Linked DNA regions of Mus musculus: regions 2, 3 and 4 are each linked to region 1. Evidence: chromatin contacts called from public ChIA-PET, Hi-C and HiChIP or PLAC-seq data. All regions are on one chromosome and are shown on one strand. The core of a region is the stretch at or near the end of the contact, and the rest is flanking DNA. Distances in the headings are between cores, read along the strand shown.

Evidence for each region. A called contact is a pair of places that touch in the nucleus more often than the background predicts. ChIA-PET counts read pairs in DNA pulled down with a chosen protein or histone mark. HiChIP or PLAC-seq counts read pairs in DNA pulled down with a chosen protein or histone mark.
Region 2: a contact with region 1 is called in an RNA polymerase II ChIA-PET map of memory CD8 T cells, with 22 read pairs. The contact joins the promoter of Kcnn4 here to the promoter of Gsk3a in region 1. A contact is called at or near these places in 1 of 39 promoter capture datasets (fetal liver) and 4 of 115 datasets of contacts at active chromatin or transcription factors (bone marrow-derived macrophages, memory CD8 T cells, microglia and 1 more).
Region 3: a FOXA1 HiChIP or PLAC-seq map of pancreatic cancer cells shows a contact between it and region 1. The contact joins the promoter of Plaur here to the promoter of Gsk3a in region 1. A contact is called at or near these places in 2 of 39 promoter capture datasets (neutrophils and pre-B cells) and 3 of 115 datasets of contacts at active chromatin or transcription factors (bone marrow-derived macrophages, memory CD8 T cells and pancreatic cancer cells).
Region 4: a Hi-C map of muscle stem cells shows a contact between it and region 1, with 6 times the contacts expected there. The contact joins the promoter of Hnrnpul1 here to the promoter of Gsk3a in region 1. A contact is called at or near these places in 1 of 39 promoter capture datasets (pre-B cells), 3 of 484 Hi-C or Micro-C datasets (embryonic stem cells and muscle stem cells), 2 of 115 datasets of contacts at active chromatin or transcription factors (memory CD8 T cells and microglia) and 2 of 9 other capture datasets (liver and pancreatic islet).

What each region holds. Positions count from the first base shown.
Region 1 is chr7:25,236,087-25,239,838 of GRCm38.p6, forward strand. Gsk3a (glycogen synthase kinase 3 alpha) reads right to left here and starts at 1,765. Exons shown (of 11, transcript NM_001031667.1): 1 at 1,292-1,765. The coding sequence starts at 1,574.
Region 2 is chr7:24,368,174-24,371,925 of GRCm38.p6, forward strand. Kcnn4 (potassium intermediate/small conductance calcium-activated channel, subfamily N, member 4) reads left to right here and starts at 2,090. Exons shown (of 9, transcript NM_008433.4): 1 at 2,090-2,422. The coding sequence starts at 2,264.
Region 3 is chr7:24,460,871-24,464,622 of GRCm38.p6, forward strand. It overlaps Plaur (plasminogen activator, urokinase receptor), which reads left to right and starts at 1,613. Exons shown (of 7, transcript NM_011113.4): 1 at 1,613-1,697. The coding sequence starts at 1,640.
Region 4 is chr7:25,753,000-25,756,751 of GRCm38.p6, forward strand. It overlaps Hnrnpul1 (heterogeneous nuclear ribonucleoprotein U-like 1), which reads right to left and starts at 1,760. Exons shown (of 15, transcript NM_144922.3): 1 at 1,342-1,760. The coding sequence starts at 1,636. Axl (AXL receptor tyrosine kinase) reads right to left here. Exons shown (of 20, transcript NM_009465.4): 20 at 3,501-3,752.

The DNA of each region.
Region 1 (3,752 bases), core at 515-3,014:
CCAGCCACACCAGGCTACCCAGCCTTTCTTCCCTTTTGCAGGGCAGGTACAAGGTACCACCTTCCACACAAAGGAGCAGAAACTACGGGGGTGTTCCTTCCTCAAAAAAAAACACTGTCAATCCTCACAGCCAGAGCACTGACTTCTAAATCCTTCCTGGCAGAGGTCCTAAGTAACAGAAACAAGCTGGTCTGAAGAGCCATTGCCCTGGCCCTCACTTGGGGATAAGGACTGGAGGGTTGGGGGTCTGTTACTCTTACCAACTACTCTACATTGTTATGGGCACTGGTCTGGCCTCTGTGTGCTCCAGAGTAGTACCTAGCCTGAGAATGGAGCTGCTCAACTCCACAACTGCTGAAGGCATATCCCAGCCTGATGCCTTTGAAGGAAAGCTTTGGTTTCCAATTCCCTGTCTCTGAGTAGCAGCAAGCCTAGTTGCCACTCTTAGGGACCCACTCCCTTTAGGAAACTTACCAACAAAGGCAATTTGCAAGGGGGACAGTGAGGGATATTTTGAAAAATACTACCACATGGCTATTTATTTTTTCAGAGCCAGTACCAGCCACTTCAAAACCATATTTTATAAGAGGTGTGACCTGTGCCCCCCCACTCCATTTTTGCTAAAGAACCCTGCTCCCTCACCTTGTTTTAAAAGAAAACTGACAATGAGCTTTCTTAGAAGCCTGTGTTTATTCCCAAGCTATTCTTATCTATAAACAATAGTGATTATTTACTGCCATCATCGAGGACTGACTACAAGTCTAAACGTTTTCAGTGGGTTAGGTGATAATGTCAGGCCGTATGGTTTAAACCTGGCCCTTTTCTGTGGAAACATTAATAATTCTGAATCGGTGTTTCTAAAGGATATCCTATCCAAATCACCAATTTTGATGGGAAGGAAACGAATAGCCCCCTTTTCATACAGGATAGTGACAGAAATCATATTCTTGTCTCTTAGGGGACAACAATCCTAGATCAAATTGGCAAGTAACTATGACCTCTGATCCTAGTCTCCTGTGGATGGCAACGTCGTCAAGTACTCGAGACCTTGATAACTGGAAGAATAGGACCTGTGACCTCTGTTTCTTGGGTGTTGGTAATTCTGAATCTAAACTCCAAGTGATGGTAAACCCTCAAACTCCTTTATCTCGGAGACAGAAAGCTCCGATCCTGGCTTAAAGCAGCACGGTGACCTCGAGCTTCTCTCTGGGTACATGAAAGAATCTGGTTGCCGTTTGATGCGCTTGGGAAACCCAGATCACCACCCCACAGGGCGCCCCTAAGTACTCACGGCCCAGCTTCACTCCCGGCGGCGGGAAGCTAGTGCCCGCGCCGGGGCCACCGCTGCCTCCTCCGCCGCTGCCGCTGGGGCCACCCCCGGAGCTCGAGGCTCCCACGCCCCCACCCATAGCCCCGACTGACGCTTTCCCGCCGCCAGTGCCTCCTGGGCCAGAGGCCGAGCCCCCGGGGCCGCCGCCACCACCTCCGCCTCCGCCTCCTGGCTCCGCGAACGAGCTGGTCCGCGCCCGGCCCGAGCCCCCAGGGCCGCCTCCCGAAGGCCCGCCGCCGCTCATGGCGCCGAGCGCAGGCCCAGGCCGCGGGGCTCGGGCTGCCTGGGCTGCCCCCGCCGCTGCCTCTGCCGCCGCCTCCCCTGGGCTCCGGCCTCTTCCAGGCCGCGCCGTTCGGGCTCCGGCTCCGGCCCAGCGCCCGCCGCGGGGCACGCCGGGAGATGAAGTCCCTCTGCCGTCGGCTTCGTTGTCACCACCCTCGACCCGCACAGCACTCTGGGAAATGGAGTTCTCAAACCCTCAGAGTAGCTGACTGCTGGGGGCGGGGTGTGACGGCTCGCGCTGCACACCGGGAAATAGAGTCCTGGCTAATGTCACCCGACTCTGCCAAAAGCTAACTTGGAAGCACTTTGAAAAACACAGTCAGAGCCACACACTCACTACACAGAGGAAAAAGCAAGTCCCTTAGAGTATCTCAGAAACGAAATCTTAGCCACTCCAATACTGAGCAGCATCCAAGAATGATGCACGCCGGGAAATGGAGTCCAGCCACCCACCCAATCTGTGGGCCATCGGTGACTTCCTGCACCGCGTGCATTCTGGGAAATCGAGTCCGCACCCGTGAATACTTAGTACTCTGGCTGTGAAGCACACTGGGAAATGGAGTCATCACCACGCCCTCACCGCATTGCAGGTGTAGAATGGTTGATAAAGCACTATAGGAAATGAAGTCTCAGATGCTCCTCAAACCTTAAGTAGATACTGTAACTGGAAGGAACTGATAGGAAGTAGAATAGGCATCGCGCTCTCTCAGGCCAGCTAGCAGCGTCGCAGTTCCTTCCGGGAAATGTAGTCGACACCAAGAGTTATGCGCGTCGCTTCAATGAGCCTGGTGTCTTCTGGGAAATGAAGTTCAATATTGCCTCACCATTGACGAGGCTGATGAGAGCTACCAGCAACCAGAAGCATGCTGGGAATAATCCACAGTAGACTCTGACTCTTCGTGAAGCTAGGCTCTGGGGCTTCGTGGGAGCTGTAGTCCAAAGGGAGTACTGTGGCTGAGAGTGTAGGTGAAAGGTTAAGGACAATTGTTCCCAAGGGAGACTATAATGTGTTACAATGTCTTCTCTGATCCCTAGGTCTAAGACCTAAACCGATAAGTGAGTGCTAGAAAAAGTAGTCCCAAGCAACCACATATAGAGAAGAGAATAACGTCTCCTTACATTCTCAACGGATTTAGTACAGTAAACAGTCCCGACTATGCCTCAGAACATTTGTTTTCCGATAGTCTACCTTTTTCCCTAGCAATATGGTTAGGACCAAGAAGATGAGCTGCAGGATTTAAAAAAAGAGAGAATTTCTGTCCTGAACCCCCAATTTTTTGCGTCTATCCTCTTCCTAGATTACAGGATTCTAGATAATCTGAATGAAGGGAGCCGACTACACGAAGGAGTTTCAGCTTTCTTGAGTATGTCGAGTCTCCTGTTAATCAATTAATACCCGGGAAAAGTCGCACCAAAGTAGGAAACTGGGGGCTGGGGGGGGGGCGCAGAGACAGAGGTCAAAATGCTGTCAGCTCTCGTGCCTCAGAAACGGAGTCTGTGCTCTACTTTACTCGCAGCCTGTGTTCGTCCTAATTGTTGGGGCTTTTCTGAAGCCTACAGTACTGTCTGCTCAGTCATTTCCCTATTGCAATTCTCAGTGGACACGGAATGGAGACAGAAGGTACTGCTAGCGCTTCTAAAGACTACGTTATCCAGAAGGCAACGCACGGGTACTTCCGCCCTCTTCGCAAAGCCTGCAGACGCTTCACGCTCGACTGTAGAGGGAGTTTCTGGAGTAACACAGTCGCATGGTGGCTGCCGCCCTCTGACGGCTGCTCCCAGTTGAAAAGTGAAGTCAAGCCCCTAGGTATAGGATCAAAGAATCTCACTAGGCTATGTAGCAGGATAGAACACATTATTTAACCGCCAGAACTCGTGGAACCTGCCCAGGGGACCGTTCTTGGCATTGAGATCTGTGCGGCACTGGAGAGCAAATTCAAAGATCTGTAAGATGTTTCCAAGTGTCTAAGCAGGTTCTAAAGATGTTTGGAGGAGTTGATGGGGGTCCATGAAGAGATTAAAGACTTTGATATAAGCAATGTAAAACAATTGTTTGGGGAATTATAGAGAACTCTCAAGGGAAACTTATGAAAGGTGTGAGGGAAAACCTCTGGGCTGCCATGAATGAGGAATGGCTAAG
Region 2 (3,752 bases), core at 840-3,339, 870 kb before region 1:
TGAGTGTGTGTGTGTGCTGTGTTGGAGTAGGGTGCACAGAGTGTGCTTGTCTGTGGAGATCAGAGGCTGATATAAGAATAGCTTCCTCAATTGCTCTGCACCTTGTGTGTTTATGCACTGTGTGCATGTGCCATGATACACACAAGAAAGTCAGAGGACAACCTGCAGGGGTCTGTTCTCTCCTTCCACCATACAGGCTCTGGGATTTGAACTCAGTTAGTGCCCTTAAACCCCATGAGTCTTGTCACTAGTCCTGCACCTCATTTTTTGGAAACTTCGTCTTTCACACCAACAGGAACTCACTGATTCGATTAGAATGGCTCCACCCATCTGACTACATCATCTCCCCACTCAGGGCTGGGGTTGCAGGTATGTGCCTGTGCACCTACGGTTTTTTTTTTTTAACTACTTGTTTTATTTTAGTCTTATTTGTGCTTGAGCATGCATTCGTGGCGTGTGTGTGTGTGTGTGTGTGTGTGTGTGTGTGTGTGTGTGTAAATGTGCATGTAACACCCAGTCTGACTCAGTGAAATAGCTCTGTTACTTATATCAGGATATATGCCCACGCTGAGGGCCTTTCTCTTCCCTGAGTGTGGTGTTTGTGTGGCCATGCACATGGGAGTATAACGGGTATGTGTATTGTGCGTGATGTTGGATTGATGGTGTGCTAATCTGGACGTTGGTGTTCTTGTGGGTCCGAATCCAACCCCATCCCCTCCAAAGGGTTCATATCATCCTGGACTGTGTCCTGTGTGGCTAGAATGTCCTAGAATGTCCAACGCTGGGTAGGCGTTGCTTGCACACTTCCATTGACTGTTCTCTGTGCTAAGGTATGCAGAGTGTCAAGTGCACCAGTGTATGTCAGGATCAATGTCAGGTGTGTGTGTGTGTGTGTGTGTGTGTGAGTCCCACACACAATGATGTGAGCTAGTGTGCATTTCCTGTTTTCTGGGCGCTGGATGACAGTGTCTGCCACCACAGGTGTTTACACATATGGGGCATCTCTCTGTGTTTCACATTCACACCCCCTTGTGTGTCTGTTGACGCATGTGTGTTGTGCCTGGTGATTCTTACAAATTGGTGTGCTCAGACCTGCTGTGTATTTGTGTGGCTCCTGGTACATGTCCCGTGTGGTCGTTGATGCTTAGCTCTTTGTATCGTAGAATATTATAGTGTTTTACTTGGTTTTGGTTTTGGAAACAGGGTCTCATGTGGCCCAGGCAGACCTTGAACTCATAGTTGACAATGATTGAGACCTGCTGATCCTCCTGGCCCCAGTTTCCTAGTACCAAGAGTCAGGCATGCACCATTGCCCACTTTATGCCATGCTGGGATCTACCTCAGAGAGTCTGTGATTCAAAGGAGCCCACTAACAGCTGCACTCCATCCCTGGTCCCACTTAAAAATTATCATTTAAGATTTATTTTTTTTTATGCGCATGCATGTATGTGAATATCAGCCACATGTGTCAGGGGCTCCCAAAAACCAGGAAAAGGGCGTCATCTCCTGGAGTTGAAGTTACAGGTGGTTTCAAGCCACCCACCCAGCAAGTAGGTGCTAGAAACGGAAGTTATACTCCTCTGGAGAGGAGCGCTCACTTTCACTCGCTGTGCCTGACTTTCCAGCCCCTCCCCCGCCCCACTTTGAATGTGTGACTGCGTGAGCTCAACCTTTGGGTGGCCCCGTGTGCAATGGGACGCTGCTGCCCTGCTAAGTGCTGGCGTGTGTCACACCATGTGTGTGTGTGGTGTCTGGGTGTGGCTGTGGGTTTCTGAACTTTCAGGAGTGTGAGTCACTTCTGTGGAGGTTGTGTGGTGTGTGCTGGTGTGTTGGGCTCCGTCTCCGGTCTGTCATAGGGTGCTCTGTGGTGTCTGGGTGTGGTGGGGGTTTTAGGTGTGTACCACAGAGTGCAAACGGTTGGAGAGTCACAACCTATTGTGTCAGTGTGTCTTTGCCCACGTGGATGAACTCTTCTTCCTTGCCCGGGACCACAAGACACACCCCAGCCCCTCCTTAGTCTTAGAAGGGAATGGGATAGCCAGCCTCCCCCTACCCAGGGACCTCCCCGTCCCTCCCCGCCCTGCCCTGCCTGCTGCAGTTACCACTCCCCAGAGGGCACAGGGCTAGGCTGTGCCTTCCAGCAAAAGTCCCAGAGTGAGCAGAACAGGCCGCTGGCCTGGAAGCCAAGCTGGCTGCCATTTGCGTACTGAGAGGTGGGGGACCCTGGGCAGGAAGCTGGCTGAGCCCCAAGACCTCAGGGGCCATGGGCGGGGAGCTGGTGACTGGCCTGGGGGCCCTGAGACGGAGAAAGCGCCTGCTGGAGCAGGAGAAGAGGGTGGCCGGCTGGGCGTTGGTGCTGGCGGGAACTGGCATCGGACTCATGGTTCTGCACGCTGAGATGTTGTGGTTCCTGGGCTGCAAGGTGAGTGGGGCCTTCCACCGAGCAGGGAAGGGACGGGGAGCCTGGTGTGAGGGAGGAGGGCTGGGGTCTGCACCCCTGGGTCTGAGGGAGGAGGGCTGGGGTCTGCACCCCTGGGTCTGAGGGAAGAGAGCTGGGGTCTGCACCCCTGGGTGTGAGGGAGGAGGGCTGGGGTCTGCACCCCTGGGTCTGAGGGAAGAGGGCTGGGGTCTGCACCCCTGGGTCTGAGGGAAGAGAGCTGGGGTCTGCACCCCTGGGTGTGAGGGAGGAGGGCTGGGGTCTGCACCCCTGGGTGTGAGGGAGGAGGGCTGGGGTCTGGACCCCTGGGTCTGAGGGAGGAGGGCTGGGGTCTGATCCCCTGGGTCTGAGGGAGGAGGGCTAGGGTCTGGACCCCTGGGTCTGAGGGAGGAGGGCTGGGGTCTGATCCCCTGGATCTGAGGGAAGAGAGCTGGAGTCTGCACCCCTGAGTGTGAGGGAAGGGGACTGGGGTCTTACACCCCTGAGTGTTAGAGAGCAAAGCTAGGAGATCTTATACTCCTGGGCATGAGGGAGGAAGGCTGGCATCTTCCACCCCGGGGTGTGAAGAAGAGAGGAGAGCTGGGGTGTGAGGGAGAAAGGTTGGGGTCTGCACCCCTGGGTGTGGGAGAAGAGAGCTGGTCTGGACTCCTGGGTCTAAGGGAGGAGAACTGAGGTCTTACACTTCTTAAGGTCTAAGAGAAGAAGGCTGGGTCTGGACCCCTGGATGTGATGGAGGTAGATGGGGGGTCTGTACCCCTGAAACCTGAGCTAGTGTGATATCGTCCTCCCCCCAGCTCCCCCCAACCTACACACACACACACACACACACACACACACACACACACACGCACACACACGTACGCACACATGGGAGACAGTTCTCAGTGTTAGCCTTTGGGTAAGTGTTATCAGACAGACCACTGGGGGTCTGGGCCTTGTTGAGGCCCATACAAGGCTGATCCTTGATAGCCTAGCTCTGGTGAAGGGAGGGCTGGCAAGGGAGAAAGACGTTGTCATTAGGCGTCTCCTTGCTCCTTATCTAGCCACTGCCATTTACCCAGTGCCACCAGGCAGTGCTCTGAAGTAACTGACAGAGGAGACTGTGGGGAGTGGAGCCTTCACCCCACCCTTACCATACAGAAGTGCCATTACCCCCAGAAGGCACCACTCACCAGATAGTGGTCTACTGTGGTTTGAAATCCTTCATCCCTGTGGAAGAGGAGACTTGGGGTTCAGGCTCAAGAGTCTGCAGGAAGAGCCTCAAAAAATCTCACCAGGCAATGGATCCAAGCACTAGAGAAGTCAGGGGAGGGAG
Region 3 (3,752 bases), core at 363-2,862, 780 kb before region 1:
GGGCTCCTCTCAGACCTTTGCTGTCTCAACCTTCCAGATGAGCTTGCAGCACAGAGAGGCTAAGAAAGACACCTGCTAATGATCAGTAAGTCACACAGCCCTCACAGTCTGGGGCCAGCCCCCTACTCTCTCAGTTAGGACCTCTTAGAGGAAAACTTTATTTGGGCATTTTTATTTTTATTTTTCACCTTTTACCTTATCTTGACATTAAATCAAGCCAAGCTGGGTGTGTGGCTCAGTGGTGGAGCCCCTGCCTAGCCTCCCCCAGTGAGGGGTTGGGGTGTGGCTCAGTGGTAGAGCCTCTGCCTAGCCTCCCCCAGTGAGGGGCTGGAGGCGTGGCTCAGTGGTAGAGCCCCTGCCTAGAATCCCCCAATGAGGGGCTGGGGGCATGGCTCAGTGGTAGAGCCCCTGCCTAGAATCCCCCAGTGAGGGGCTGGGGGCGTGGCTCAGTGGTAGAGCCCCTGCCTAGAATCCCCCAGGGAGGGGCTGGGGGCGTGGCACAGTGGTAGAGCCTCTGCCTAGCCTCCCCCAGTGAGGGGCTGGGGGCGTGGCTCAGTGGTAGACTCCTTGTCAATCCTGCAGGAGACCTTGGGTTCCGTGTTTCCCAGCTCAGGCTTCAGTGACTCGGTACTCACAGCAGTGACATCACTACTGTACGGGTGCTACTCATTGCTCTCTGCTCTCTCTGGTTCCCACTCATCAGCCACACTGAGCCGCTCTGAGTGATTCTTTGCCCTCAGGGCTTTTGCGATGACTCTTTCCTCTCCCTCAAAGGCTTTCTGTAGGAATCCACTAGACTTCTTGCACACCTTTCCTGGCTGCCCTCCGCATCACCCTCCCAAAGCAATTAAGCCATTTACCTCTCTCCCTACAGTTTGTTCCTCTTTCAACTTGTTTTTCCCCTGGTTTCCGACTGATGGGAGAGATTAGATAACTAATGTATCCTCCCCATCGTAATGGCAGAGGGTGGCGTCCTTGTGTTTCCTGCTGTGTTCCAGTTCCTGGAACAGTGCCCAGTACCCAGGAGGTCCTTGGTCAGGAGCTGAAGGAATTTTGCCCTCTAGTTTGGCAAGTTAGTGTTCCACATGATTTCCCTACATGGAATTGTACCGCCTCGGCCAAGGATGGTAGCGTGCCCATGATCCAGACTCGGGGGAGACTGAGGCAGGAGGTTCCTGAGTTCAAGGCTGGTCTTCATAGCAAGACTCTCTCTGGAGAAACTCAAATAAAACAAACTTTGAAAACATAAACTCTGATTGGTAAGAAATAGCCAAGGCTAGAGAGGATTCTAACCCTTGCTATTTGGTTGTCTTCCTTTCTCCATCATAGTCTCTCTCTCTCTCTCTCTCTCTCTCTCTCTCCCTCATCCCTCCTTCTCCCTCCCTCTCTCCCTCCGTTCCTCCCTCCCTCTTTCCCTCCCTCCTTTTTTGAGACTGCATCTTACTATGTATGGAAGGGGCAGAGTTTCTTGAACTATGGAAGAGGAAGGGCTGGGGGGGGGGGGCGGGGGCGGGGCGGGGGGAGGCGAGGCAACCCCTGGAGCTGACTCACTCTTTAGCAAACAGTGGGAGGAGCCCTAGGGTCACAAAACTGTCTTCTTCCCCTCGGTCAGTCTAGAGCAGAGGTGAAGGAAGAACCCATGGGACTCCCAAGGCGGCTGCTGCTGCTGCTGTTGCTGGCGACTACCTGTGTCCCAGGTAAGAGCTGCGTGGTGGCACCGGGCGTGAGCTAGAGGAGGATGGCCCAGCGCTCCACCCTTCTATCCAGCTATTCTCCGGGTGTGTTCTCAGGCTCCACGTGGCACAGTCAGACTCCCGCAGGCATTCATTTAGTAAACGCTGATCCCTGGTGCACAGTGCCTGGCACACTGGAGGACGCGGAGGAACAGAGAGGTTAAGAAGCTGGTCCAAAGCCTCACAGCTAGGGGTTGAATGATAACTGGACATGTGACCTCACAGCCACTCCCCACAGTGTTTTGGTCTGTGTGGGGATCCCACTTTGGGACAAGACAGGGGCTCAGGGGTCTACATCTCAAAGGTCCACAGAGTTCAGCGGGAGCCCAGGGCCTGTCCCTCGAATACACTTGTCTTTTACTATGTTATGTCCTCAGCCTTCTTCCTCCAGGAAATGCGGGGGAAATGGTGTTGAGAAAGTAGAGGGAAATGGGGAAGGAATTGAGTCAGGGTTTGGCACGGTGAATAACTCGGAAAGCCCTCTCTAGTCCGCGGGAGACCGGAGATGATTAATGGGGTGGGAAAAGATCTCTGGCGGGGCCTGGGTGGTCTGGGAGCTAGAGGGGGGAGGGGTGGGGGTGCAAAGGGGAGGGGCTCTTGTTGAAGAAAGGATATCTGGCACAAAGGGACCGGCTCTAAATTGCAGACCGGATCTCGGGGCTCAGACAGGACAGTTCTTACTGTGAAATCCAACCCCGGGAGGAGGGGACCCTGGAGTGGGGCTGCCACCTGGGGTCAAAACTGGCTGTGTGGTTCAGGACAGTTACTTAGCCTTTCTGTTCCTGGAACTTGTCTGGGAAATGGGGGCCAGACTAAGGCTAGGCTGGTGCAAAAGTTCTGATTAGAAACTGGGCAGTCGGGGGCTGGAGAGATGGCTCAGTGGTTAAGAGCACGGACTGCTTTTCCGAAGGTCCTTAGTTCAAATCCCAGCAACCACATGGTGGGTCACAACCATCTATAATGAGATCTGACGCCCTCTTCTGGTGCATCTGAAGACAGCTACAGTGTACTTACACATAATAATAAATAAATCTTTAAAAAAAAAACGAAAAAAAAAACTGGGCAGTCTGAGGCGGGGGGCTATAACATTGGCGAGACGTGGCCTAGGTGAAGACCTGCAGGAGGGACTTCGGTCCTGGGGTGGGACAAACGTTTGGGGGCTGAGGTGGGTCTTTGAAAGTGGTTCTCAACCTTCCGAATGCTATGATCCTTTAATACAACTCCTCACAGTTTGGTGACCTCCGACCATAAAATTATTTTTGTTGCTACTTCATAACTGTAATTTTGCAACTGTTAGAAATCTTCATGTAAATATCTGATGGGCAGAATATCGGATATATGACCCCTCCTGAGGGTGAGAACAGCTGGGCTGTGTGCTGTTAAGCCCCGGCAGGGCTAGTCTACCAAGAACAGAGTAGAGTGTGATGGGAAAATAGCCTTAATTCCAAGGCAGGTGGATTTCTGACTTTAAGGCCAGCCTGGTTTACATAAATAGTGACCAGCCATAAATAGTGAAAACATTTCAGAAATATTTAATAAAATAATATAAAGGTAGGAAGAGAATTTAGGGAAGGAGCCAGAGTATGGGAACTAGCGTCTAGAAGGAAGCATTAAGCATGGTTAAGGAAGCCAGGGGCAGGGCTAGAATATTGGGCAGAACTGGAGACTCTGAGACAGGCAGGAGCTACGGGCTGGGACTAGAACCTAGGAGAGTGTCGGGGAAGGGGGAGAGAATGTTTTTGGAGGTAAGCTCAGTTGATTATCTTGGAGGGCTACTGGGCAGGGTTAGAGCTTCAGGAGGAAAGATTCATGTCTTGGAGAGAATCCTGAGGAGTAGCTAAGGAAGAGGATGGAATGGGTGGACAAGGGATAAAGATCCAATGTCCAGAGCTGACCAAGTAGAGAGGACACAGGACCTAAATGGGACCCAGGGTAGAAAGTCCTTTCAAGAACTAGAAAGAAGGTGTTGGGGATTTAGCTCAGTGGTAGAGGGTTTGCCTAGCAAGCGCAAGGCCCTGG
Region 4 (3,752 bases), core at 510-3,009, 520 kb after region 1:
CACTCTAAGTCTTGGACACCACTGTGTCTGGTTCCAAATTCCCTCTCATACCAGGGTCTCCTTTACTCAAAGGACTGCTCTTTGATGCCAATCCTAACTAGAGACACTTTGGGCAGATCAAGTTCCCCCATATTCCCTGAGCACCCCATCTCCCTGAGCATACAAGTAACTATTTCTGGGGACTCAGGAGCCCTCTCTTGGAAAGGAATACTCCCTCTGCTTCATCATGAGGCCCCCAGCCAAAGCAACAGGTTTTCTTTCTTTTTCATACCCTCCACACTTCCCTCCCCCACACCTGCTAGACTAGCCACATGATCCCTGGCACACACAAGGGTCCCACCAGAGTTACCAACTCATTCCCCACAACTCCTGTTTCAAAAACTACCCATAGTTAAGAATGCAAGGCCACTCAGCAGAAACCACAGAGTACTAACCTGAGTCCTTCCAATTCTAGGCCCTCTAGTTTCTTTGTCCATGAGAAGATTCTGTCCTTTCTTGTCACCATTTAGATCCCAAATCTCCTCTGGAAGCCAACTAGATAGCCTAGACCTCCCAGTACCAAACATACAAGTTGTACCTGCCCTCAAGGTTGACCCTGTAACCTCGAGGAAATGTAGGAGTTGGGGATAGGGGTTTCCAAATCTGCTGGTCTTTCATTACCTCCTAAAAGGCCACCTGGCACACACTGGAGAGTTCAGTCCATGTTTTGGGAGACTCTTCCCAGCCTTGGACACCCGTAGGTCCAAAGTGCCAGTCCACCCCCAGCACTAAGCAGATCTTATCCCATCCGTGAAGAAAATCAAAGATCTTCTACCCTTAAAATTCTCCCTGACCTGCACCCTAGGCCATTCTTCCGCTACCTGAAAATCCAGCTTTTGAGACTCAGCCCAAACGGTGGACTAGCATGGCTACCCCAAGCTGTCAGCTCACCGCTCGGCTAGAATCTCTCATTTTCCAAGACGCCGCCCCCCGACACCCCTTTCCCTAAAACGTCTAGTTCTTCCGACTTTTTCCAACTCAAAGCCACAAAACAGAACCCCAAAGCAGTTTCCAGTCTCCGAATCCCAGGATATAAAATCCTCCCCGCCCGCCCGCTAGGACCCTGGTCGCCTTAAAATAAAATCCATCCCCCTCCACACGGTTTTCCTTGCACCGAAGGCCAGGATCCGCCCTCAGGCTGCCCCGAGGCCCTGGCCGCAGATCCTTTACAACGGCAGGTGGCAGGATCCCTGGCTCCTCAGACCATCTCCTGGATCTCTGTGGAGTCGAGCTCCCGCGTCCCACAGCCCGTCCTCGGCCCGGACTCCAGGCTCCCCGGTCCCCCGCCCCGCGCACTCTCACAATGTCCGTCCGGCCCCGAGTAGCCGCCGGGCTCCGGGTGCGGCTGCAGCCCGGGCGGCGGTGGCTGCGCGGTCCCCTCCAGCTCGGAGCCCCCCTCGGTCTCGACCTCCTCGTTGTTGTGCCCAGGTAACCCCGGATCGTCGTCAGCCTCGAGCTCCCGTTCGTCTTCGGGCTCCTCGGCCTCTAGCGCCGCCAGCAGCCGCTCAGCAAGCTCGGCCTTCAGGCCGCGAGTGTCCAGGCCGCGGCGCTGCAGCTCCTCGCGAAGTTCGTTCACCTTCAGGCGACGCACATCCATGGCCCGGGCCCCCGGGGCGGCCCCCGAGCCTGGCCCGGCCTCCCAGGGCTCTGTCCCCCCTAAACCTTGCCTGTCAGGAGGCGAAGGGGGAAAAGGGGGGGCCACTCCAATGGCGGCGGCGGCTCAAGATGGCCGCCGCCGCCTCCTCCCCCTTGCCCGGACCGTACGATGTAAAACGAGTCTCAATTGGTCAGCGCATGGGGCAACGGGCGCGGGCCCGGGAACCAAGCCAATCACAGTGTGGCTTTCAAAAGAACGGTACTAGAGGGCTCAGGAGCTGCCTAAGAGGAAGCGTTAGCCTACGTTGAAGTCGCGGCCAGAGTGGAGGGCGGGAAAAGGCGAGAGGCGGAGCAAGCGCTGATTGGGTAGCGCTCGCGCGCCCGCTGCGGTACAGTCAAATGAAGGAAAGGGAGTAACGACTTGGAGCCATTAGCAGCCAGATCTCAGAACAACCGCCCAGTCTCTCCGCGCCGTGCTTCCCTCAGACTCTCTGTAAAACACATTCTAACTGGTCTTCATCTCACGCCCCCTCGCGGAGGCCAAGCGGGTAAAACCACCACAACCAATCAAATGCGGCGGGAAGAGGCCGGCCAACCCTCGTCTTTCCTGTTGCCTTTCGGGAACCGGAAGGAGATTAATTCACCGAGGCCCCGCCCCTTGCCGTTAGGGCGGTTTCAAAACAACCTGTTCGCCAATCGCAGTTACTGTTATATTTCACCACTGCCAGAGCTTGAGCGCTTTAGAAAAAGCGAACTAGATTGGCCATTCTTGAGAGGCTTGCCTCTCAAAGTTCTCCGTACAGCAGGGTATAATACGGAATGAAAATCAAGTGGATCTGTTACTCATCGTTTGTTAGAAACCCAGTTGCCTTTATGAGAAACAACAACAACAAAATTGGTCCTGGAGAGCGCTGAAGGGTTGAAAGCAGGGGCTAGGCTAACAACGGGAGAAAAGTTGTGTGGTAAATCGCACCCCTCCCTTTGATGCACAACCTCCCAGGGCGCTTTCTCTATGGTTGCTAGACAAGCCACTCTGCACGCAACCATAGAGCCTTCCCGCTCTGGGCATAGCTGCAGAAGTTCGCGGCTTTCCATCTCGAATCCATTAAACCGTTGTTGCTCAACCTCAATCTTGCTGTGTCTACTCTGACCAATTCGCACACGAGAATCCGTAATTACGACAGGTTGTGTTAATCCATACACCTGTCGCCCTTTGCTCAGAAGACAAAAACTTAGTGAAATAACACCGAGACGCACAACGCAAATGTGCACCGACATCTATAGCCTTAACTCCCAACAAAAGCCACAAACACTCTCTATTAGACACACGCAAACATCCCACAATAAATGAATAGGCGTGACAGGCCAAAAGCATCAATTCAGGATAAGACTTCAAACGGCAGTGTAGGTGTGGCACAAGCATGCAGCATCGTGCGACAAAGCTCAGCTAAGACAGTTCACGCTACAAGCTCACACCACAGCAACCTAGACACACAGCACCCACTCAGCAGCGGGACAGACACTCACGTGGGCCCGAGGTTCCAGTCCAGACACCCCGCCCCTCGCCCACGTCGGACTTCCTCTCTCCTCCCAGCTGACCACAATGATTTGTTTTTTGAAAGAAAAAAAAAAAAAAAAAACTTTGTGGCCCGGATTGAACTGTACCCAGTTCTCAGGAACCACCACCGGGGGGCGACCGGGCGCCGCATAGGGTTCTTGAAATGGTAGTAGTCACAGACTAGGAAAAAGTGAAGACTCGGATCTTTGTCCATCTGTGGTTCGAGGTGTTCTGGTCCATCTTTCCTCAACAATCTGAATGTTTGCCTATGTGAGAATCTTTTGTACTAGTCTGGGCATGTTAGTTTATTTTCTTCTTTATTAAGACAGTCTCATGTAGCCCAGGCTGGCCTGCATCTCTCTGTGAAATCAAGGTCAACCTTGAAGTCTTGATCTTTCTGCTTATACCTCTCAAGCGCCGGGATTATGTGCACCATGTTGGATTCTTGAGTGTGTGTAATGCTTGTTCTGTGTCTGTTACTAAAGGTTCTTCCTATTGCTGGTGAGTACCTGCCTGCTGATGTTTGCAGATTTACAAGTGTGGGTTTATATGTTTCTGT